Linked DNA regions of Astyanax mexicanus: region 1 is linked to region 2. A link is a contact called in public Hi-C data. All regions are on one chromosome and are shown on one strand. Each heading gives the region's core, a stretch centred on a gene start, on an enhancer-like site or on the middle of the called end of the contact. The rest is flanking DNA. Distances are from core to core; before and after follow the strand shown.

Evidence for each region. A called contact is a pair of places that touch in the nucleus more often than the background predicts.
Region 1: a Hi-C map of muscle shows a contact between it and region 2, with 14 times the contacts expected there. The contact joins the enhancer-like site here to the promoter of kmt5b in region 2. A contact is called at or near these places in 2 of 3 Hi-C or Micro-C datasets (both in muscle).

Annotation. Positions count from the first base shown.
Region 1 is chr9:25,178,544-25,185,647 of AstMex3_surface, forward strand. syt19 (synaptotagmin XIX) reads right to left here. Exons shown (of 7, transcript XM_007256255.4): 7 at 2,840-6,497. The coding sequence ends at 6,190. Among protein-coding and RNA genes, the nearest start is that of syt19, 9.7 kb to the right of the region's middle. Within about 2 kb of position 4,133, the one cell type or tissue checked has an H3K27ac peak away from gene starts, as active enhancers do.
Region 2 is chr9:25,141,732-25,148,331 of AstMex3_surface, forward strand. It overlaps kmt5b (lysine methyltransferase 5B), which reads left to right and starts at 2,134. Exons shown (of 10, transcript XM_015607604.3): 1 at 2,134-2,518; 2 at 3,741-4,061; 3 at 4,254-4,401; 4 at 4,579-4,744; 5 at 4,863-4,972; 6 at 5,059-5,225. The coding sequence starts at 3,908.

The sequences.
Region 1 (7,104 bases), core at 2,883-5,382, 39 kb after region 2:
CCTTTTATTCCTCTTACTGCAGTCCTGCTCCGCCACCGTCCAGTGATGAATAGCAGGTGATATAATTAAAGCCATAACTTTAGTTCAGAAGAGACACTTAGAGGATATTGCAAGTACAATGTTGCAGCAGCGTGAGCTAGATATCTAGAACGCTGCCAGAGAGAGAGAGACGGCTGCCAGGGAGCCGCTGTGGCCAGAGAAGTTTTTTCATTTTGTGTTTGATGGAGGAGGGGGAGGTGTTCTGGCAGATCCGTCAACTAAAGGGTGCCAAAAGGGAAGATCTGGAAGGATTTCAGCACAGCTAAATCACTTTAAGGATTCAAACACACACTCTCTCTTTCTCTCTCAACCACACACACACACACACAAACACACACACATAGATCACACAGGTGGTCAGGAAACAGGGAGGATTCTGAACATCATCTGGTCAACCCCAAGGCTTCACAGCAACTCTCATCACCACAGAGAGGAAGAGTGATCTGTCCTTTTTTATGTTTTGCTTTTGTATATCTCTTTCCTCCACCTTCAGCAGCGCTTTGCATTATATCCTTATGTTATTCTATGTTACCGTCAGTTACATAGAATAACAACTCAGACCAGCACATCATGTCCCAAGCTGTTAAGAAATAACATCACAGTAAAACATCCCATACATTCCTGTCAACACATCAAAGTCATATTACATAACCATAAGCTATACATCAAGAGATGGCACCAATCCAACATTCAGTTTTAGCCTTGGGCTCATTTTAGCAGACACAGCTGGATTAGATTACAGAAGGGGCTGAATTCACAAAAGCTTTCCTAAGAAAAATTTACTATTTTAATAAACATCAAGATATTTGAAAGAACGGTCCTCGTTCACCAACTGTCCTTAAGAAGAAATTTCTTCTTAAAACGCAAAAAAGCAGTTTTTATGAGGATTCTGGCATTCTGCAGTTTAAAAACTCATGAACTAGACATATACTTTTTGTTTGGACTTTTCTATTGACTTTTCAATTGAATTTCCCTTTTTAAAATATTTTTAAGAGGTTTCCACATTATCATGAACCACATTTAAATTTTTTTATTAATCAGTTAAAGCTGTGCAGTGAATAGTTAATCTTTTTTCTATATATAAAATTAAGAAAGTACTAGGCATCTAAGATGTTTTTCTTTCACCTGTATAAATCTACCCCCTGATTTTGTAACAAACTTAAAACTGTTATTTAAAAATCATCATGTAATAAATATTAAAATAAAAGTTTAAAAAGGGAATAAAGTAAATGCACTTGTCTAGCACATTTAAGGATTTTCGCTGTCTCCTTCCTAGTGATGTCACGCCGCAGTGTCCTGTCTGGATGAGATATTGGTGTTATATAAGCCAGTGTTTCAGCCTCTGTTGTTCCTGGGTCTGCAGTCTGAAGAGCTTTTAGAGTAATAGCTTGAGTTTGATTGGTTCCGGCCAGAGGAGCCTCTACGCATTTTGGAGCCAAGCTGTCCTAAGCAACTACCATCCTACTAATTAAAAGAGGCATTTGCTTCTATTCTGCATAACAATCAGAAATACAGTAGATACAAGTCTTTAAAAGTACTGGACTTCCCAAGGAGTATCAACCACTATTAAAACCACCACATTACTGAATTTTAGAAATGCAAACAAAGTCGTTCAGAGTGTTTTGATGTAAAATTATGTTTTGTAGAAATAGGTACTAACTTAAACACAGTGTAACAATACCTATTTCAGGATTCGCTCATGAATGAACACATTATTACAAATATCAGCGTATCTTGTATATTTTACACAGCTTCTTTAATGTGGGGTGGAGGGGTGTAATAAGAATATGAATATCAGGCTGTTTAAATTTACCTGAAAATTCCCTGCCCTTGCTGTCAGCATAGGATAAACTCCCCTTTTAAGAAAGTACCCTTTGAGATCAGTCAGATCACAAATGTTGTATTTTAAAGGAACTAAAGACACATGCTTCCTGTTCAGCAATTAATAATATTCATTTTACTTAATATTTCTTTTATTGTCTCCACATTTACCTAAGGTGTCCACAGTAATTAAAATAAACGTAAAAAATAAAACAATATTTTTAAAACAGAATAAAGTCACCATGAACAGTTCTAAATGTCTTGGTCAATCTAGGTTAACCATGTTTTCATTAAATCCCAGGTTTCACTAAAACAGTCCACCTTGTCGAGCAGCTTGCCATGACAGGAGGGTCAAATGCATGCATGTGAAAACAAGGTAATTATGCTGAGAAAATATGATTTCTGCATAGTCGTTGTTTTAAGATCTTGAGGGCCAAAAAGCACAGTATTTTGACAATGATGAATATATAATGTTGATGATGATAAAATGGTGGTAAATCTAAAAAACATTTTAAAAAGTTCTCTTAGGCCACTATTTTGCCGTATAATAAAATTGAATCAAGCACCCAGCACCGCACCCCCCATTTTTACCTCATCTGTACACAACAGCCGATTTGAGTAATCTGTAAATGATAATGCTCCCCCTGCTTCTGACTGCTTTACTTTATTTTACTTCACCTTGACTTCACATCTACATTTTTCTCACTCTCTCTTTTCTCTCGTATGCCCCAGACACACCCTCGTTTTCTTTCTTTCTTTCTCTCTTTTATGATCAACATATTTTATTAAATATATTTTTTATTATATTTATTTATATGATATAATATTTTTACTATATTATATGTGTTTTTTTCTGTAGTCTTCAGTCTGTTTTTTTAAGTATGCACCATATGAGAACAAAGGGAATATAATAAATTTCAACATTGGTGAATGATGAATGAGAGTTCTTTTATTGCTCATTATGATATCTGTCATGACATCAGACATCAGACATGCTGTGTTTACAAGGATTTGGACAGATTTTATTCATTAAAGTGACAGTCAGTAAGAAAAATGTCACTCCGCCACTCATCAGTTCCTAATCCTGGGCTACTTTGGTTTAACTGTGCATTAATAAGCAAACAAGGACTCTGCTGTTCTGATATCTCCATGTGTTCAGTAGCTCTTGTATCAGTATCATCAGCAGCCTTAGTGTTCCTCAATAATCAGCAAATCATGAGGTGCAGCTTGGCCAGAGAAAACACACTTTGGTCTCAATTAATGTCATTTATTACAATATTTTGTCCTCTTTTAGTTTAAAATAAACAACTCAAGTGATAGCGTTTTAATCCCAGACAATTTAAAGAGATGGGAAACTGGGAATCTTATGACTGGAGAAAACTGCTGGCTGATTTTGACATAATGGCCCCCAAGTGAACAGACTTGCCTATAAGGACTAGACAGGCAACACAAAATTACATAAAAACGTAAAAAGTATTTTTTAAAGTCATTGGATTGGAAGGCACCCTGTACACCAAAGGTATGAACATAAGCACTGAAATGGCAACACTTTAGATCTACTTTATTTACAGGGTAATATAGGTAAGATCAATATGGGAAGTGTACCCAAATAAGGTGCATGGCTGCCGAACAAGTGACATGCTGAAGTTAATCTGATAAGAAGGTATTCAAGACACACCCAACCCCTGGACTACGCACAGCGAATTGTAATTTTCCACTCAAAACTCAACATGGCACAATAACAGGCTTAGCCTGTGCCCAGGACAGTGGTCATGCAATCAATGTTTTTTTTAGGCCAGTGCAAGAATCTCTTTCCTTGCCAGCGACACCAGAGAGAGCCAGCCTGGTTACGTATCAGCAGAAACAAACAGAATGATTGCCACAGCCTTGTATAATACTATACTGCACTGTTATGAGCAAAGCAAAGGTATGAAGCAAAATGGAAAAAGGAAAAAAGGCAATAAGACCAAATATTTGAAATCATTATAAGATGACCTTATAAGATGGTCTTAAACTAGGTCAGCTGTTTTTCTATATTTCTACAAGATTAAAAATATCCTAAGAAGGCCATTTCGACAGTTGGCTTTTAATATGCATAGAATAAATCATTTCCCAGTCAACACACCCATGTGGGGCTTGTATCAAGGGTCCAACAGGGACCAGGGAAATTTTGCCCAAGGGTTCCATGTTTGCCCACATATGGATGTAAGGAATCGGGAAACAGAAGGGGTTAAACATGAGCCCCATAGAGTTGTACACTTTACACGCATGGGGCTTAGATGGCCCCCATTTGAGATGAAAGTGGGCTATAACAATGGGGAGAGCCCATTCGAGAGCCCTATATGGTCCCAGGAACAACACACGTATAACCCTCAGAACTAAGAACTCTTGCTCACTTGGAACCAATGTTCCACTAGTCCCACATAATCCTGTTGGATGGGTCACCACCTCATACTGTACATCATTCCAAGTAAGAAAATGCCCAAACCATTGGCATTCTGCAGCTCTCCTCTATATGGTGTCCTTAAGAGGCCTATGAAGTTGGAGACGTGGGAACGGCCTTCTCCATATCTGGTCAGCCTTGCTATTTTCCGATATGGGTCAGTCTTTATCAGTTATTTATTTCCCCTGAGTTTATTCTTAAGAGCCACAACTTTAGATCAAACAAGGATGTTACAACTAGGTGGCTCAGACTGAAGGTCTCCTTGCCACACCTAGGAATTACCATTAAGTTCCAACACTGTGCAGCGGAGCCCTCTGCTGTCTGAAACATTTAAAACAATCAGTGTTAAAGAAATGCATGAACACATTATTTGTGTGGAAATGTATGGCTTTGGGTAAACAGTGGTTTGACATTTTCTATTTCTTGCTTGACTGTTGCCAGTGTCTTATATAGCATTGGGAAAAGATTAGGTTTATAAATAAATTAAATTGAACAACATTAAAGGACAGTAACATTTAATTTAAATGAGACTTAAATTTAAACAGTGTAAAGTAAACATGGGGAAATGACATTATACCTTATTCTGTAGAACTTATTTTAAAGGGGACTACTCACATTTTATGTTTCATGTTTAAGCTCAAAATCATATCATAAATATAACAACACTGTCATAAAAATCTGAATGGACAAGTTTCTCTAGAACTGACCATTTATTAATGCATACATTTTGCATGTGCATGCCAAGGGGTAGGATGTCCTGATTCTGGTTAGGCTGAAGGGGTAGGGAAGGGAAGTTAAGTGTTAGGGCTACATGATCCTTCAAACAGAGACTTTTCAGAGGCACACTCAAAACAGAGGGGTACGAGAATCTCTGGCAAGTTAGTGGCGACAACAGTAACCCTCAGTTTTGAGGATTTTCTTTGTTAAAAGTTATGATAACCACTATTTTACCACTATTTTATAAAGTTTACAAATTAACCAAAAGTTTGGTTGCTGAACTGTAGCTCTCCGAAGAAGTATTGTCCCAATTCTTAGGAAGAAAATTTAACTCTGTTCCAAGGTGAAGGGTTACACTCGAAAACAAGGGGTAGGGGAAATAATATTGGGCCTAGGTTTGCCACTAGAATATATCCAGCATTATTAGCAGCCCCATTCACCTGACTACTTTCTTTTAATAAAGTATATATTTGGCATTGCAGGGGTCACAGGAACACTTTGATGGCATTAATTGGAATAGTGTGTTTCCTCTCCATTCAGGAATACTACTGCTTTTTAAAAGAATTTAAAAGAAAAAATCTTTTAAAAATGCTTTAAGTATTTACTTATGGTGTAAGCAACAGTACAATTTGTGTGTATGTCTCTCCAGCTTCAAATGTATGTGGCGTTAAATCCAGTGTGGAAAAAAATGTGTGGCTAGTGTGCCATCTTGTGGATCCAGACTGTATCTTGGAAAATGCAAAGAGCACTAAAATGGAAGCCTGAAATCATTATTTGCTCAATATCATGTGGATCAGAGCTGTATAAAAGTCAGTCATGTGTTTCCACAGTGCCTCCCATCTTCTCACATTCATCAATCCCTACATACAGAAAAAGAACACTCTTTTGCCTTGACTGCTAACAAATGCATTAGCAATGTGAATGTGCTGAATTATCACCATATTAATTTTATTGCACAATAACAAAAATATTGTTCATCATGTTTTGAGTGCGTAGTCATTTACAGCCGGGAGATCCATCTCAGGTGCAGAAGAACTGGTCCAAATCTGGTATTTGGCTGGTATGCTGAAATAAGTGTCCCCACATTGTGTTGGCTTAAGGGCTTCCAGCACCTGAATTTAAACCCTTTAACGCTTGGTTTATGATCCTTCAGCCTGGATAAGTTGTCTTTATAAGAAGAGTAAATGCCATTTGGCCACTGGCTGTCGAAGTGACCTCATCATGAGCTTCCAATGTTCATCCTCTATGTTTCTGCTCTTCCCTAAAGTGACCTGACCAATCAGGCGCTTGGAGGACTTCTTCCCAGGACGCATCTCATAGATGGACACCGTGATGGAGCACTCTCTGATCTGTGTGTCTGGCAGCACAAAGATCATGACCTCGTTGAAGACTGTCACATCCCACCGAACCTTCTCTGGTGTCCTCTGATGTCGAATTTTGCACTGGTTGCACAGGACACTGGTTCTGGCGTAGAGCACTGCAAAACAGAGACACCAAAAGACACCACAGTGTTGTGTGACTGGTTGCCCATGAACTAATTCAGCACCCTGAATCCTGGGTTACAGCTGGATAAGCCTTATTAAGTGTAATGGACTGTGTAGGTTCATGGCTATTGTCCAGAAGTAGTGCTTGGATTAATCAAATAAGTTGATTAATCAAATTACTGGTTTAACGCAATTGTCCAAATAGGATAATTGAGATTGTACATCTTTACATATAGAACCTGCCAAAGGGATTCTATTAAGAAACCTGTAAAAAAAGCTCTTTTATGGCCAGAGTGTGCCAGTGATTTATATATTTTGCACTGAAATATATATATATAAGTTATTTTATACCATGTTAAATAAAAAAGCTTTTTAATGGAGCTGCTTGCTTTTCATTTTTTATGTTTGATAGCTATAAATGGTGCTGTTATTTAATATGTATGCACATCTGCAAATAAAAAAAAACGGTGAATAACAACTGAACAACTGGATCAGTTCAGTCATTATTGAGAATTGCTCATTTATTTGAAGAATATAAATATTTATTTTCTTAGAATATCTATTATATAAAATAACCTATTCTGAAGGTTTTATGATGTA
Region 2 (6,600 bases), core at 884-3,383:
TTCTCCAGATTTTTTTTACAGACCTCTGCCTCTAAAGATTTTCTTTTTATGACCAGTCACATGAATTATCCACAAATTGTTTTTACTTCAGCGTTTTTTATTAGTATCTCTAACTTTTTCAGCCTTTTGTTGCCCCATCCCAACTTTCTTGAGATTTGTGCTACCATCTAAATCAGTTAATGTTTTTCATGAAATGGTAAAACGTCTCCCTGATATGGGTTTTATGTTCTATTGTGATCAAAACATGGGTTTGTGAGATTTGCAAATAATATACTTTTATTTACATTTATTTACATTTTCACAGGGTAACAACTTTTTTGGAATTGGGGTTGTACGTAAATATATTTGAGTTACATGCACAAAGTGTAGTATATAGTATGTGTTTGTTTATGTTTGAAATACTTATGTCTTAACAATGTAATTTATCAGGCAGCGCATTTGTTACATTTTATGTAATAACTTCTACTGATGTAGCTTTTAAAGGCATTTAGTATAATCCCTAAAACCCTAAAATTGAACCTTGGACTTTTTTTAGAGGTGATTTTAAGAACATCTTCTGCTAACTTGAAACAGTCTCATCTAAACTCTGTGTTGCTTTCAAATAGATGAGCAATAAAAGTTATGCAAAATCATGATTTGCATGTTTTACAATCATGGTTTTATTAAAGGCCTTGGAAATGAGGGGTGTGTATTTCTGTAGTCTGAGTTTCCACTTGTACTTGGAATTACTTGTTTTTAATATCAGAGACAGAGTTTTTCATATTTTTTTAATACGGCTGCAGTTGCAGGTTCTGAATTTTTACAATATTTATAGATCTCAAACACCATTGTAACAAACTTGTAATTATCCACAAACTAAGCAGTCAAAGCAGTGTGTTGACATGAATGAAAATAAATGTGTTATTTGTTATCCATATTACCTCTCTCAACAATGTAATATACACTTTTTATTTTGTAATAAAGAACCATTTATCAGTTATAAGTATAACTGATATAATCACAAATATTTGTAGAGCTTTTTTGTACACGTATCAAATAAGCACATATCTATTACATTAATGGTTTTTTTGCTTGTTTTTGTTATTTTATTAGCTTAATATCTTACCTATCTAGCAGTCTAGATGAAAAAATGAATTACTTTACCTAGTTTGCTTTATTGCCTATAGGGGCAAAACCATGCTATAGAGGGCTGAAGTTAGGACTTGCATCACTGGGTGTGATTTTAGGCTTTAGTGCTGTATTAAGTGTGTAAATTGGGCACTATGCAGGGGTTGGTTTGTAGTTAAGGCAGTAGTAGATGTTAGATGATTTAAGTCTGTTCAGACATGTGTTTTACATTATATTTAAAAAAAAACATAAACATACAGATGTAAAAAAAAAACATGCTATAGAGGGTTAAAGTTAAGACTTGTGTCACTGGGTGTGATTTTAGATTTGAGCCTGGGGACTAAGAAGCTGATCATTTGGCTCAGGTGTGTGTAAGCAGGGATGCTCCTAAAGCATCAGGGATTCTCCTGAACTACTAATTTAAGCTTAAACACTAAATGCTGGCACTGCTTCCATGTAGCTTAATTTGGTTCCAGAAATTATTTTCCCCCCAAGATTAAATGTTATGTTAAACACAAGTTAAGCTCAAATCTCAAGCAGGGAATTCCCTAAAGCATGCAGAGCAGGCAGTCTCCAAAATTATTTTAGCTGAAACTAATTGCTGGCACTGCTTCCATGTTGCTTTGGTTTTAGAAAAGATTTTACCACCAATATTAAATGTAAAAAAAATATCTCTAATATTAGTCTGTGAAGAAATATATATATATATATATATATATATATATATATATATATATATATATATATATATATATATATATATATATATACACAACTAAAAGTTTGCTTTGTTCCTTAAGGGCAAAACCATGCTATAGAGGGGTATAGTTAGGGCTTGTCTCACTGAGTGTGATTTTAGGGTCTCGTGCTGTGTTAAATGTGTGTAAACTGTGCTTTGTGCAGCAACAGGTTTGTAGTTAGGTAAGGCAGCAGTAGTTAGGTGTGTTAGATGTGGAGCCCGGGGCCTCGGTGAGTCTGCTGGCTCGGGCTGAGAGGAGGATGTTGTTGCTATGCACGCCGGTGAGCTGCGCAGTCAGTCACACGAGGGGACATTTAAAGGGAAATAACAGCGCTCCTCTTTGTACACATCCGAGTTTCGCAGGACACTGTTGTCATTGATAAAAAGAACCGCCGCGCGCTTCCGTGACCGCGTTTATTTGGCCGGACTGGGATCGGGACGGGCGCGGGAAGCGGGCTAGAGAGCCCCGGCGGATCGGCGGAGCGGCTTTTCTGGGGATCTAGTTCTTTCGGAGGAGGCTCTGTGTGCTGCCTTTCCACTCAAGTCGCCATCTTGAATTTTAATGTAAATTATCTGGCATTTTTTGTTTTGCTATATGGCAGATTTACAGAGCCGCCCCGCTCGCCCCGGGCGCTCGTGACGGACAGGGCTCAGCTTAGGAAAAAGTGCGAAGTAAGTATTAAAGCGGCGATCGACTCTCCGGAGCGAGATAATTCCCTGTTTTGCACTTTCCGGGTGCGTTTGTTAGCCGACAGGGCGGTTAGCGTGTGAGCTAACCGCTAGAGCTATAGTTAACCTGAGAGTCTCTCAGGCCCAGCTGATGGCAAGCAGTCGATTATCGCAGCTAGTTAATAATAACGAGCTGTCTAAACAACCCCGGGGCAGGGATTTAACCTGCTGTGGGCCCTTACGGTCCTTATCATCGAGCACTAGTGTAATAAATTCACCCAGCTGTAGGCATTCAGTATTTTCTGGACCTGTTAACTCGCTAACTCGATGCTAGTCGGGGTAGCGTTAGCCCAGCTGAGATCTTGGTGTCAGTCGACGGGAGTGTTCTAATTTTGAAACGCTAGCGTTAGCTTAGCTAATCTGGCTAGCTATGATAAGCTTCATAAAACCCAAAGCTCATATAATCGTAGATAACTTGTTTGCTAGGCAGCTAAGCTTGCTGATATGCAGACTGAGCGGTGGGCATTACATTATGGTGTATTGTTGATTATTTTGGGCTCATATCGTGGTGTGTCCTGTGAATGTTAAAATGGACAAAAGGGTTCGATAGTAGTTAGCTTAGCTTAGCTTAGTTAGCTAGGTTAGATAGCCAGCTAGCTAGCTAACCTTTTGGCTCTCTTAATGTGTAACTAGCTAAGTTAACCTAGCTAGCGTAGACTTCTGGAACATTGATTGCTGAAGATTTGTGCAATGAGATACTAGCTAGATGTATTAAAAATAATAATAATAATAATAACAAGTTAATACAGTCACACATGAGCAGCAGCTAACAGCTAGCTTAGCCAAGCTAGCTAAGCTAAATGTTTTGAAAATGTAGCTTTAAATTGAGCTCAAGGCACCTGGTTTCATTTTTCTTAACAGCCGGTGGGTGGCAGTCTGCGCTCAGTAATATTTTGCTATCAACCGGCATCTCAGCCTGCTCCACAGGATAAACTGTTCATACACTGCGTTTTTATCTGTTTATTTATTTATTTTGTCCACTGTTCAGTCACACAATCAAAGGTTCAATATATCTTCTATTCCTATTCCTACTCAGATTTCATATTACGTCCAAACTTTTCCCTGTGCAAAAAACACAACCATCTAAGCACAACCTATTTATGTTCTGTCAGTAGTCGTATACAGAACCCCTTTGCACTGAATTACATTTCTGTTATTTTAACAGGAGGAAATAGGATCAGGATCTGGATCAGGCTGCTGCACATTTTCGAATTGCCCGTGCAAGCAGGAGATAAAACCAAGTAGCACCATTTCCCCACATGTTGCATGATCTCTCACAAGCACATACAAGCTAAATGCACCTTCACCAGGGAGCCAGCTGGTATGAAGTAGATGGGAGAAACCAAGAACATGGTGCTGAATGGCAGGAGACATGGCAGCAGGTTCTCCGGTGATCAGCCCGTTGGGAAGACCAGGCTGCAGAACACGCAGAGGGCCCACTTGCGCCAGAGCAAGGGCTCCCCTAGTGGCAGGAGATGCAGCAGGCGTAAGTACTCCAGTTAAACTGCTGAAAAGATGTAGCAGAAAAAAACTGGAGTGTTTAAGTTTATACAGATATTCAGACATTATTGTTTAACTACAGTTAGCACTTCCTTTAAAATGTCCTAAGTTTCACAGAGTTTCAATTAGATTTGTATTCAGCAGGTTGCTCAGCTCATTTGTGTTTACTGTGCTTCAGGTTTCAGCGGAGCAGCTGCAGAACCAGAGAGGCGTCATGTGCCCTCTTCTGGGATGACTGCAAAAGAGCTGTGCGAGTATGATGACCTGTCCACCAGCTTGATCCTAGACCCTTACCTGGGCTTCCAGACCCACAAAATGAACACCAGGTGTGTGTGCGCGTGCGTACGTGTGTGTGTGTGCGCTCGTGTTTCTGTAGTGCATGCATGACCTTCGGTACATCAGTGCTTGTAACACACACCCATGTATTTACTACTTAATATTTGGTAGCCTTGAAATTAGATGGTCCTGTGTCTGTAACCTTGGGGTGATTTTTACGTTTTTAGGTTTCGACCAGTCAAGGGTCGACAAGCAGAGCTAAGAGATGTGATTGAACGCTTCAAGAAGAGTGACAACCTGGAGAAAGCCTTCCAGGCTTTAACCTCTGGAGACTGGAGCAGACATCACTTTCTCAATAAGACCAAGGCCCAGGAAAAGCTCTTTAAAGCACACGTAAGTACTATTATAAACATGAATGTTTTAAAACTCCTGTAATGCACACATTAGTTGTATTTCATTTTGCACATTTATTCCTGAATTATTAATATTATATTTTAATTTCTTTGTGCAGGTGTTTGTTTACTTGCGTATGTTTGCTGCGGACAGTGGGTTTGAGATTCTTCCATGCAGTCGCTATTCATCAGAGCAAAATGGAGCCAAAATTGTAGCAACAAAAGATTGGTAAGCTGCAGTTAATGTATAAAATCATTAAGGATTAAATTTCATTTTTGGATCTGTCATTTTTAATTATTTAATTTGATTTTTAGGAAAAGAAATGATAAAATTGAACACCTCGTTGGCTGCATTGCTGAGCTGTCTGCAAGTGAAGAAAAGATGTTGTTACGGCATGGAGAGAATGACTTTAGTGTCATGTACTCTACGCGAAAGAACTGTGCTCAGCTCTGGCTCGGACCTGCTGCCTTCATAAATCATGGTACGTGTATAATATATTTTGCCTTACTACTAAGAAAAGATTGAAAACGAAATGGCCCACTCTTAAAGTATATGATTATTTTAATAGCCAATTGTGTAGGTTAGATGCATTGAAATTTAAAAATCTTGGCCAAAACTGGAGAAAATTGTTTTTGTTTATTTAACTCTTGAATACTTACCAACAAAGTGCAGTGCAGTGTTTTTACCACATATATAAAACGGTGGCCCAAGCAGTTACAAAACCTTGCAGGAGGATGCAGAAACTAGTACCAACCACTTCTGTTTTAGAGCAATTTAGCCATGATTGCCAACAGCTGGGCTAAACAAGGTGCGCTAATGCTGCAGAGCTCAAACATCAGTCGAACTATACAGTCTATGAGCCAGCTCAGCTATGCTGTGGCACAATGAAAAATGTTCTTGAGCTAGATTATTCGCTTCATGACAAGTTGGTGACAAACCAAGGTCCCAATGTGTCTTCACATTGCCCTGTGGATATAATGAGCCCTTCTATCCATACAGAACTGTAACTTTCCTGTGTTTTGGCTCTGTTTTGTCTCTTGAAATCTTTTGGAAGTGCTACTTCTGCAATATTTTTTTTTACAGTATTTTTGTGTTCATTTGTTTTGTTTTGTTGTTGTAGTTTCTAAAAATTTTATGCATCGCTGCTTTATTTTTTCCATATATTTTGTAAACTTAAGAGTAGGGCTGGGGCGACGCGTCGACATAATCGACGTCATCGATTACGAAAATACATCGATTTGCATAACGTGCGTCGGCGCGTCGTAAATATGTTAATTAACACGGTAACATAGAAGCATAGAACTATTATTTAATTAAAATGATTTTTAAGAACAGCTAAACACAGTTCTGCAAGTCAAACGCGGAGGAGTTCACGTGCGAGAGAGAGAGAGAGAGAGAGACACACACACACACACACAGAGAGAGAGACACAGACATAATTCTGCAGCTCCCTCAGTGTTTTCCGCCGTATTTTGCGGCTAGCGCGAGCGCTTACAACTGACACCGCGGACCGCGAGGTGCAGCCGCGCTTGTGCCGAATCCGACTCTCTGCTGAATCTGACTCCCGCTTAGCGGACAGAATCGGCACAACACCCCCGCTGTAGAACTGCGGTAGTGAAAACGGCTACAAAAAAACGCCAGCGGGCATCTAAAGTTTGGGAGCATTTAACGCAAAAGGGCAACAATGTGGTCCTCTGCCATATGTGCAAAAGGAGCACTATAGCGCAAACATCCAGGAGCACTATGTCAACAGGGTCACACAGTAAGTTACCGTTTACATCAGGGTCTCCGCGGGTGTCCTTAAAAAGACTTAAGGCTGTCTACCAAAGGTTTTAAACCTGCCACAGGCAGAAATT